Linked DNA regions of Rattus norvegicus: region 2 is linked to region 1. The links are chromatin contacts, called in public Hi-C maps. All regions are on one chromosome and are shown on one strand. Each heading gives the region's core, a stretch centred on a gene start, on an enhancer-like site or on the middle of the called end of the contact. The rest is flanking DNA. Distances are from core to core; before and after follow the strand shown.

What was found. A called contact is a pair of places that touch in the nucleus more often than the background predicts.
Region 2: a Hi-C map of liver shows a contact between it and region 1, with 3 times the contacts expected there. The contact joins the promoter of Fign here to the enhancer-like site in region 1. A contact is called at or near these places in 1 of 12 Hi-C or Micro-C datasets (liver) and 1 of 1 datasets of contacts at active chromatin or transcription factors (oligodendrocytes).

What each region holds. Positions count from the first base shown.
Region 1 is chr3:68,921,303-68,924,958 of GRCr8, forward strand. No RefSeq gene overlaps it. Among named protein-coding and RNA genes, the nearest start is that of Fign, 250 kb to the right of the region's middle. Within about 2 kb of position 1,344, at least 2 of the 93 cell types and tissues checked have an H3K27ac peak or open chromatin away from gene starts, as enhancers often do. A contact at or near this core is called in liver, where this site is marked.
Region 2 is chr3:69,166,582-69,170,477 of GRCr8, forward strand. Fign (fidgetin, microtubule severing factor) reads right to left here and starts at 2,527. Exons shown (of 3, transcript NM_001106484.1): 1 at 2,359-2,527; 2 at 1,416-1,585. The coding sequence starts at 1,440.

The sequences.
Region 1 (3,656 bases), core at 94-2,593:
TCAAAGTGTGTCTGTGAACAAATTTCTAGAGAGGGCTAGCTAATGGGAGATGATTGTGGCAATGGACTTGATACTACAGGATATGGGAATACACTGCATACCTAGACGGACGAAGGTGATAGTTTAGCCCAACGTTCCTGACACTATCATGTTCTGCCTATACAGGTTCAGACTCAGTGGCATCAAAAGCACTGAAATGAACCCCATGAAGCTATGACCCAATACCATTCTTGTCTCCTGTAAGTTGTTTTCTTCAGACATTATGTCATACAACAAAGAAAGAAACACAGAAAGGAAAGTAGCATCTTAAGATCAGTTAAGGGGAAGAAAAAAATGTTGAGATAAATAGTTCGAGAAGTAAATGTAAAGTTCTTAGAAGGACAGCTGAGGGAATAAATGAGTTGATGAATGAATGAATTAATTAAGTAAGTGATTTAATGGCAATATTCCTGATATAGTACCTGAGAGTAAGGCTACAAAAAAATCTCTTTATTAGACAGATTTGGATGAAGGAACAGCCCAGTGTGTGCTGAAAGTTGATGAGTTAGTGATCTTGTAGTTGTCGCCTCAATAGGTGAATCTCACTACAGTCTTCCAAGGAGGCAGTCATACGTACTGTTCAGTCAGTATTAATCCTGTTTCAGTGAGATCGACTGTAACATTTTGCAATAAATCTAGGTCAGTAATGAACACTGAAGATGCCTCCTCCTTTCACCATCTGTATCACGTGTGTCATTCCCACAGATGAAATACAGTGGACTTTGACTTCTTGCCTTAACTTTTCTGTTAAAACAAAGACGTGCCCGTAAATCGGATAGTGTTGGGGGAAGCGAAATGTTTAGTATTAACAGTGTGGGCACCTAGAAATTTTAACAGAGATGAACAGTAAGTTTAATGGTTGATTTTAGAGGCAGGCAAGGATGAATAAAGTCTAAGTTTGGAACTTGAAAAGATGCTATGGTGTGGGTTGAGCTTCTGTAGCCCCAATTTCAAAAATCTATAGAAATCAATTTCTGTCTATTGGTTTGGATTATCTAACCACCGGGTCAACATTCAAAGTACATACTCAAACCAGATAAGGAAAAAGGAATGCTTATCAGTCTATAAATTAAAGTGCTCTAGAAATACAAGGTCAGTTTTAAGAAACACAAAACAACAACAACGCAAAATTCCTACCCTTCACTGAAGCACTGACTCTGTTTATCCAATGCAATTAGTATTTCATATGGCTCCATTAAAATTTGCGAAATGTTCATGAAGTCAGAAGTTTTCATAAACATCTCGTCAGAGGCCCATGTTGATTTAGGAAGTGTCCACAGTCCAGACAGTGAAATAACAAATCAATCCAGTGGAGAAAGATCAATTGATTCAATAAAAACATCAAACAGGCTGTTTGCCGTGACGAAGATCAAACTAGTGTTTGACAGAACTTTTACTTTTTAATCAATGCTATTGATGTCTGTAAACACTCTCTTCATCTTACTAGCCCATGTTCATCATACACAAGAGAACAGTTAGTAACTGATAACTGATTTCTGCAAGAAAGCACACCAGAACACCTTTGGGCCAAAATTTCAACTTTGTCTCTCATCCCCACCCCATCTCCCTCTAACTAATTTCCTCCTTGTTCATGTCCATTCAAAGGAACTTCTTTTGCTACATGGCGTCATTCACTACACAACACATTCTACTTCAGGCCACTGCCAACCTATTTCCTGGCCTCTCCCGCAAGTACTTCTAGGAAGGTAGATTTTAGCCTCATTTCTTTGTGTTCATCTTTCCTGTTTCTTGACTGACCTCTTTGGAGTCTGTAATATGCCCATCGTTATTTTACTGCCAACTGTTTCTAGAGACATATGCTGTTTGAAACTCATCTCTAGAATTCCTTTCTCCAACATGCAGCGGCCAGCATGAGTCTATGTACAGGTGAATTGTTGGGTGTCTCCTTCGCATTCCTTATGTTTCACAGTCCTTTGCCTCAGACTTGTAACATGTAATGAACAGCAAATGCACACTTGTGTGCCTTGAGAGTATACTATGAAAAGTGCAAAGGGAGGGGGAGGGGGAGGAGATAGGAGGCTTAGGGATGGGAAACTGGGAAAGGGAATAACATTTGACATGTAAATAAAAAATATCGAGTTAAAAAAAGGAAACATTAAAGTAAAAACTCTGTTTACAAGAAAGATGTTATCTAAATTCACAATCTACATAAGAGTTCAGAAGTCACCATGACATTCCCATAATGTTCTTACACAAAACTTATCCTAACTCATCACACTTGATGTGGCAGCTAGATACCTTTCAGAGGCAGCTATATGAGCTTCACTTTAACAGAGTTCAAGGCAAATGTGAGAATAAAGGAAGAAAGCACCATACAGATTGTGGGCAACGAAGGCGGATACTCCATCGAAGCCTTGGTTTAAAGAAGTGTGCAGGCACATCTACGAGCCTCCAGGGTGCAGTCAGACAGAAGGATTCCTATCTCCTGCCTCTGCAACTCCTTATTTGGCAAACCGAGTTAACAGGTACGGGTGCCCCAAAGGTTCAGAAAACTATTTTCAGAATCTTAAAGACAGAATGGCATTTGGAGATATTAAACAAGTAACATTCATGAGTCATACTAATCAGGGAGTCTACTTGGGGATCTGATAATAATAAAGAGGAATGTATATGGAAATAATTATTAGGAAAGCCTCAGCATGCTTCTTTTACTCACTAGCATTTTGCATTAACGTAGGCCAAAGCAAATAGATGTAGCACTCCACCATGACCATATCTGGGCTTCTGTATTAGGCACAGTTATTGTTTTCCTTACAGGGGGAGAAAAGCCAAAGAGGATTAGTTCCCTCAACTGTAAATATCTGTGTTACAGAAGCACAGCTGGAAAGTCATATTCCCTGCCTTCCACTGCCTTTCCCATGGCTAAAGTCAGCATGGTTCTACTGAGGTCTAAAAGACAAAGATGTATTGTCACTGACTCCCGCCATGCCAACACTCAAATGTGCCACCTGCACTGAGCTGGAGTCACCTGGATCTTCAGGCATTGCTAACAATCCCTAATGTCATTGGAGAATGTTAAGTCGATTGTTATCATGGGAAATACTAATCCTTGCCCTTTGCTTCTGTAGGAATATGAAGAAAGCTAACTAACCAAGTGTACAGGAGTTTTATTACACTGAAGGCCACTGGATGTTTAAATATCAGAAAGGACCATCAGAAAATAACAATTTTTAAGCTCCCAGCAGGAGTGCAAGCTGCTGCTACTAATGGATACAGAACAGAAAAGGGGGTAACTGTTCTAGTATTTCAGAGTTTGCCACAATACATCATCCTATTTTAAACACAGATCAGTAGAAAATGCCCTTCCCTTGAAGATATTTCCGTGCTGCTTTATACGCAAATTTTTGAGGTTTCTATTTATTCCCTGACTGATTCTTTTCAAGTTTAGAAGCAAGAATTGCCCCAATTTTTTCTCTTCCTATGAACGAACAAGCAGTTATAGCTTAACTACTTCTTGTCATTTTAATATAAATATAAATGAAACAGAAAGAGAGAGAGGGAAGAGAGAGAGAGGGAGAGAGAGAGAGAGAGAGAACAGTTTCATGAACCTGTTAGTACATATGTTGAGTCCTTATGCAAAGTATCTCTCTCTACCA
Region 2 (3,896 bases), core at 1,277-3,776, 250 kb after region 1:
ATCGCCCATCTGGCAATCCCATTCGCTCCAACAGCTCCAGGGGAAAAGAAGAAAAAAAAAAAAGCTGTGCTCTCTCTCCTCCTTAAAACATTTCTCAGGGCAAATTATTTGCATCTAAAATAAACAGTCTTCTTATTGATCGCTTCAAAGTCAACAAGTTCCAAATGCAAAATCCAATCAAATCCTTCCCATCCTGCAAGTGTAGTGTGTGTTTAGTCCTAGAGTCAGCAGAGCCCAGGCAGAAGTGCATGTCGCGCCTCTGGTCCTGAAGTCCCTTCCCAGTATTCTCATTTGTGTTATGAGAAAGCACTGGCCAGGGCCACACTACAGACGCCTGGCAGCTTTGACCCTCTCATCTCTTTGATTCCTCTTTCCTGCTTTCACTCTTTTCAAGAGAAACCCATGGCATGGGGGAAAATGTACCAACAACAAGAACCAGTTTAAAGTGCACATATTCTTTGGTCATGCAAAATACTTTCCCATCTTTTGGTGGTTGTTGTCGTCCCCTCTTAGACTTAATTGAATATCACAAAGTGTACACACAGCACAGCCACTCGAGCTATTGAAAACCCCTCTCACTCCATTTAACTGACTTAAAAAAAAAAGAAAGAAAGAGGAAAGAGTGATTTCAAATAAAGTCAATTTCAGTGTCTGATTATTTAATTCTATCACAGGTTAAAAGTAAAAAGCTCTGACAGGCAGACAAGTGATGGCAAGAGGAAAAAAAAAACAAAAACCTCCCAGTGTTTCTTACAAGATGTTAAAGACTGGAGTGATGGAAAAATATATACACACACATCTTACTTTCATGGAAAAGATATGCCTTCACCCACTCACCCAAATGGCAGAAAATCCACACAGAAGAACCGATTACTCCATAAAGTGCAATCAAGGGAGCAAACAGTCAAATTCCATTAAAAGGTTGAGGGGGGAAAAAAGGAAAAAGAAAATTCCATCCAGTCCTGTGTGTGCACATATATACGTATATATGTAGAAATACTTTCATTACGTGGCAGTCTTTACCCCCACACTCCCACCCTCTCCATTGGGCTGCCCCCCACCCAAAACAACAACAACAAAAAAATCCCACCCTGAGTTTAACTAATTTACATACCATTTGACTTCACCCTGTCGAGAGCATTAATAGAAACATGCAACTTCAAGATTCGAACTAAAACCAATGAAAGTGTCCTCAAGTAATCTATTAATAAAACTGAAATGCATAAACAAGTGAAAGAAAATACGGGGAAAAAAAGCATAGTGACAGATTAAAATAAACAGATATCGACATGTTTAAAAAGAATTGGACATCACGAGCATCTGGTTCCCAAGCAGTCTCCAATGGTTTTTATCATGCTATTTAATTTGTCTTCCCTATTTAAATGCAAAGGAAGGAAATTCCAAAACTGACATACCATAAACACTGGTGCTACTGATCATTTCTTGCTGGTAGCACAAAAAGCTGAATTGGATTTCTCACAAGCAGGAATTCCAAAGGTTGCTTTTCATTAAAGCCACTTTTCCTCTCAGCTATCAAATGTCACTGCCTTGAAACGTGGGCCCTTTCGTCAGGTACTCATTTAACCTACATGCATATAATTAAGGGGGAAAGCAACATCAACAAAAAGGGGATCTCAGATCACAGGAGAAGAAAGAAAGGAAAAAAAAGCACATGACCAGGAATGCAAGTCCATGTCAATTTCACTCACTCCCATTGAAACTAACAAGAGCTCCGGGGAGGACGGTAATAGGATCAGTGGATTGTATATACCATTAAATTATACATCTTTCTCTCCCGTTCCTTGCCAACAATACGCCCACCACGCTGTACCCCCTCCCGCATGATGTGCTTACAGTTTTCTGCAACCGATCCTCTGACATTTTTCTCGATCCCCCAGCCACGAGATTGTAATTTAACCTCAACTTTTTGTGTGTGTGCAAGATTCTTATTTACACTTCTTATTTACTTAGAAGTTAGTTCCCGAAGAAAGTCTAGCCCCACCCTATGGCTCCGCTTTCTTATTTTTTATTTTTTTGAGGTAAAAAGATAGTAGTGAGTAAGCCCAACATCGCGAAAAGCGAGATTCTTGCAGTCACGAACTCTTAATCCCTTACTATTGTTACAATGATTAAGCTGCAGAAATATGCATCATAATGTTTCAGGGCTACTTTGTACGGAGAAATTAGACAGCAGGTTGGCGTACAGAATAGAAATGAATGCAAATTAAATTTACTGTTTACGGCACAACTCAGAGACCTCTTCTCACTACAGGTCTTGGATTTATCTATATTCTTTAAAAATAAAACAAAAACAAAAAAATTTAAACAGATGGTAAAAAACTACGAAGCTCTCCTTACCTGGACGCGCAGAGCGAGCTCCCGATAGGTTAGCGTAGCATCGATCCGATGTGTTTGCTGATGAATGGAAGCTAGGGTTAAGTGAAGGTGCCTATGATTTGAAATCATTCCAAGTTTTTGAAGGGAAGACGGACTGCAGCCTCTGCCATGTTGGAATTTCAAACCCAAAACAGCTGCTTGGAAGGAGCCAGCATGCCAGAGGCTGAGCGCAGGCGCAGAGCGCCGCCGAGCCAAATTCAAATCACTTTCACACTAAGAGCCAAAGATCAGTTTTCAAAGGAGAGAGGGAGAAAGAGACGCAGGCGGCCGCGCGGCCGGGCGTCGGGAGGCAGTGGCGAGAGGCGGGCGTTGGAGCGCGGCGGGCCGGGAGCCCCGGGAGGGAGCGGCGGCGCGGGCCGGGGCTGCAGGGGGAGCGGAGGCGGGAGGCGGCGAGCGGCGCCCGGCCGCGGGCGGACTGGGAGGGCGCAATGGCCGGCCGCCGGGTCATGTTACACGGCCCGGGCCTCGGCGGCCGCCCAGCCTCACAACCGCGCTCCCGCGGCCCGGAGGGGGCCCCGAGGTCATGCCGGCGCGCGGGGACGCGGAGCCCGGCCCAGCCCGCGCGCGGGGAGCGACGCCCCCGGGGGAAGCGAGCCCGGCTGTCCACGAGCGATCGCGCGTCTCTCAGGGCCCCTCCCCGGCCCTCCGGTCACCACCGTAGCCCGGCCAGCCCTCCCTGCCGCCGCGCGCACGGGACGGGGACCTGGACGTGGAGCCGGGACGTCCCCGGTCCCCGCGGCCCCCCGCACCAGTCAGAAAATGACTTTATCTGCTAGGGAAAGGCAAGTTGGGGAGGCTGATCAGCTTGAACCCACTTCGCCGCCGCCGCCTCCCCGGGAATAAATAAAAACCCTAAGTGTCTAGGTGTGCGGTCCCCTCTCGAGCTCCCCCGGCTCCCCTCCCTACCTCCCCCAGGCGGCTCCGGCAGGGGAGAGCAGCGCCTGGGGGCCCTCGGTGAGGGCTGCTGGTGCGCAGGCAGAGACCTGGGGCTTCAGCTTTCCCAGCCCCCCGCTATGGAGCAATCTGGGGACCCAGGAGAAGGAAGAGAGTCGGGGCTTTGTGGTGCTGGGAGCTGAGGAAGAATGAAATGTGCAGTTGAGTGTGTGGCTCGCATCCCAGGGAGCAGTGCCGTGCTGATTGTCTGTGGCTGAGATAGCCTTTTGTTCGCAACATAAGGTTTAAGAAACACACACACGTTTTCTGGGGTCTCTTGTTAGATGTAAATGTGCGGCATCCAGACGCTTACTATGCAGTGTAAGCTCAGTTGGTTTACTAATCACCCCGCCCCACCCCCAAACAATCAGGATCATTTGAATGGGAACCTCATTCAGACTTGTGGGCTGAGAGGATTGCCTTCAACGTATTTCATCCTAGACTAGCCAACCATCCAACTGGGATAATAAAGCAAACAATAACATTTGATCATGATGTCTACGAGATAATGTGCCCGGCAAAGTTCTTAAGGAATTGTAATGAGAGAAAGAGAGAGTTTGCCAATA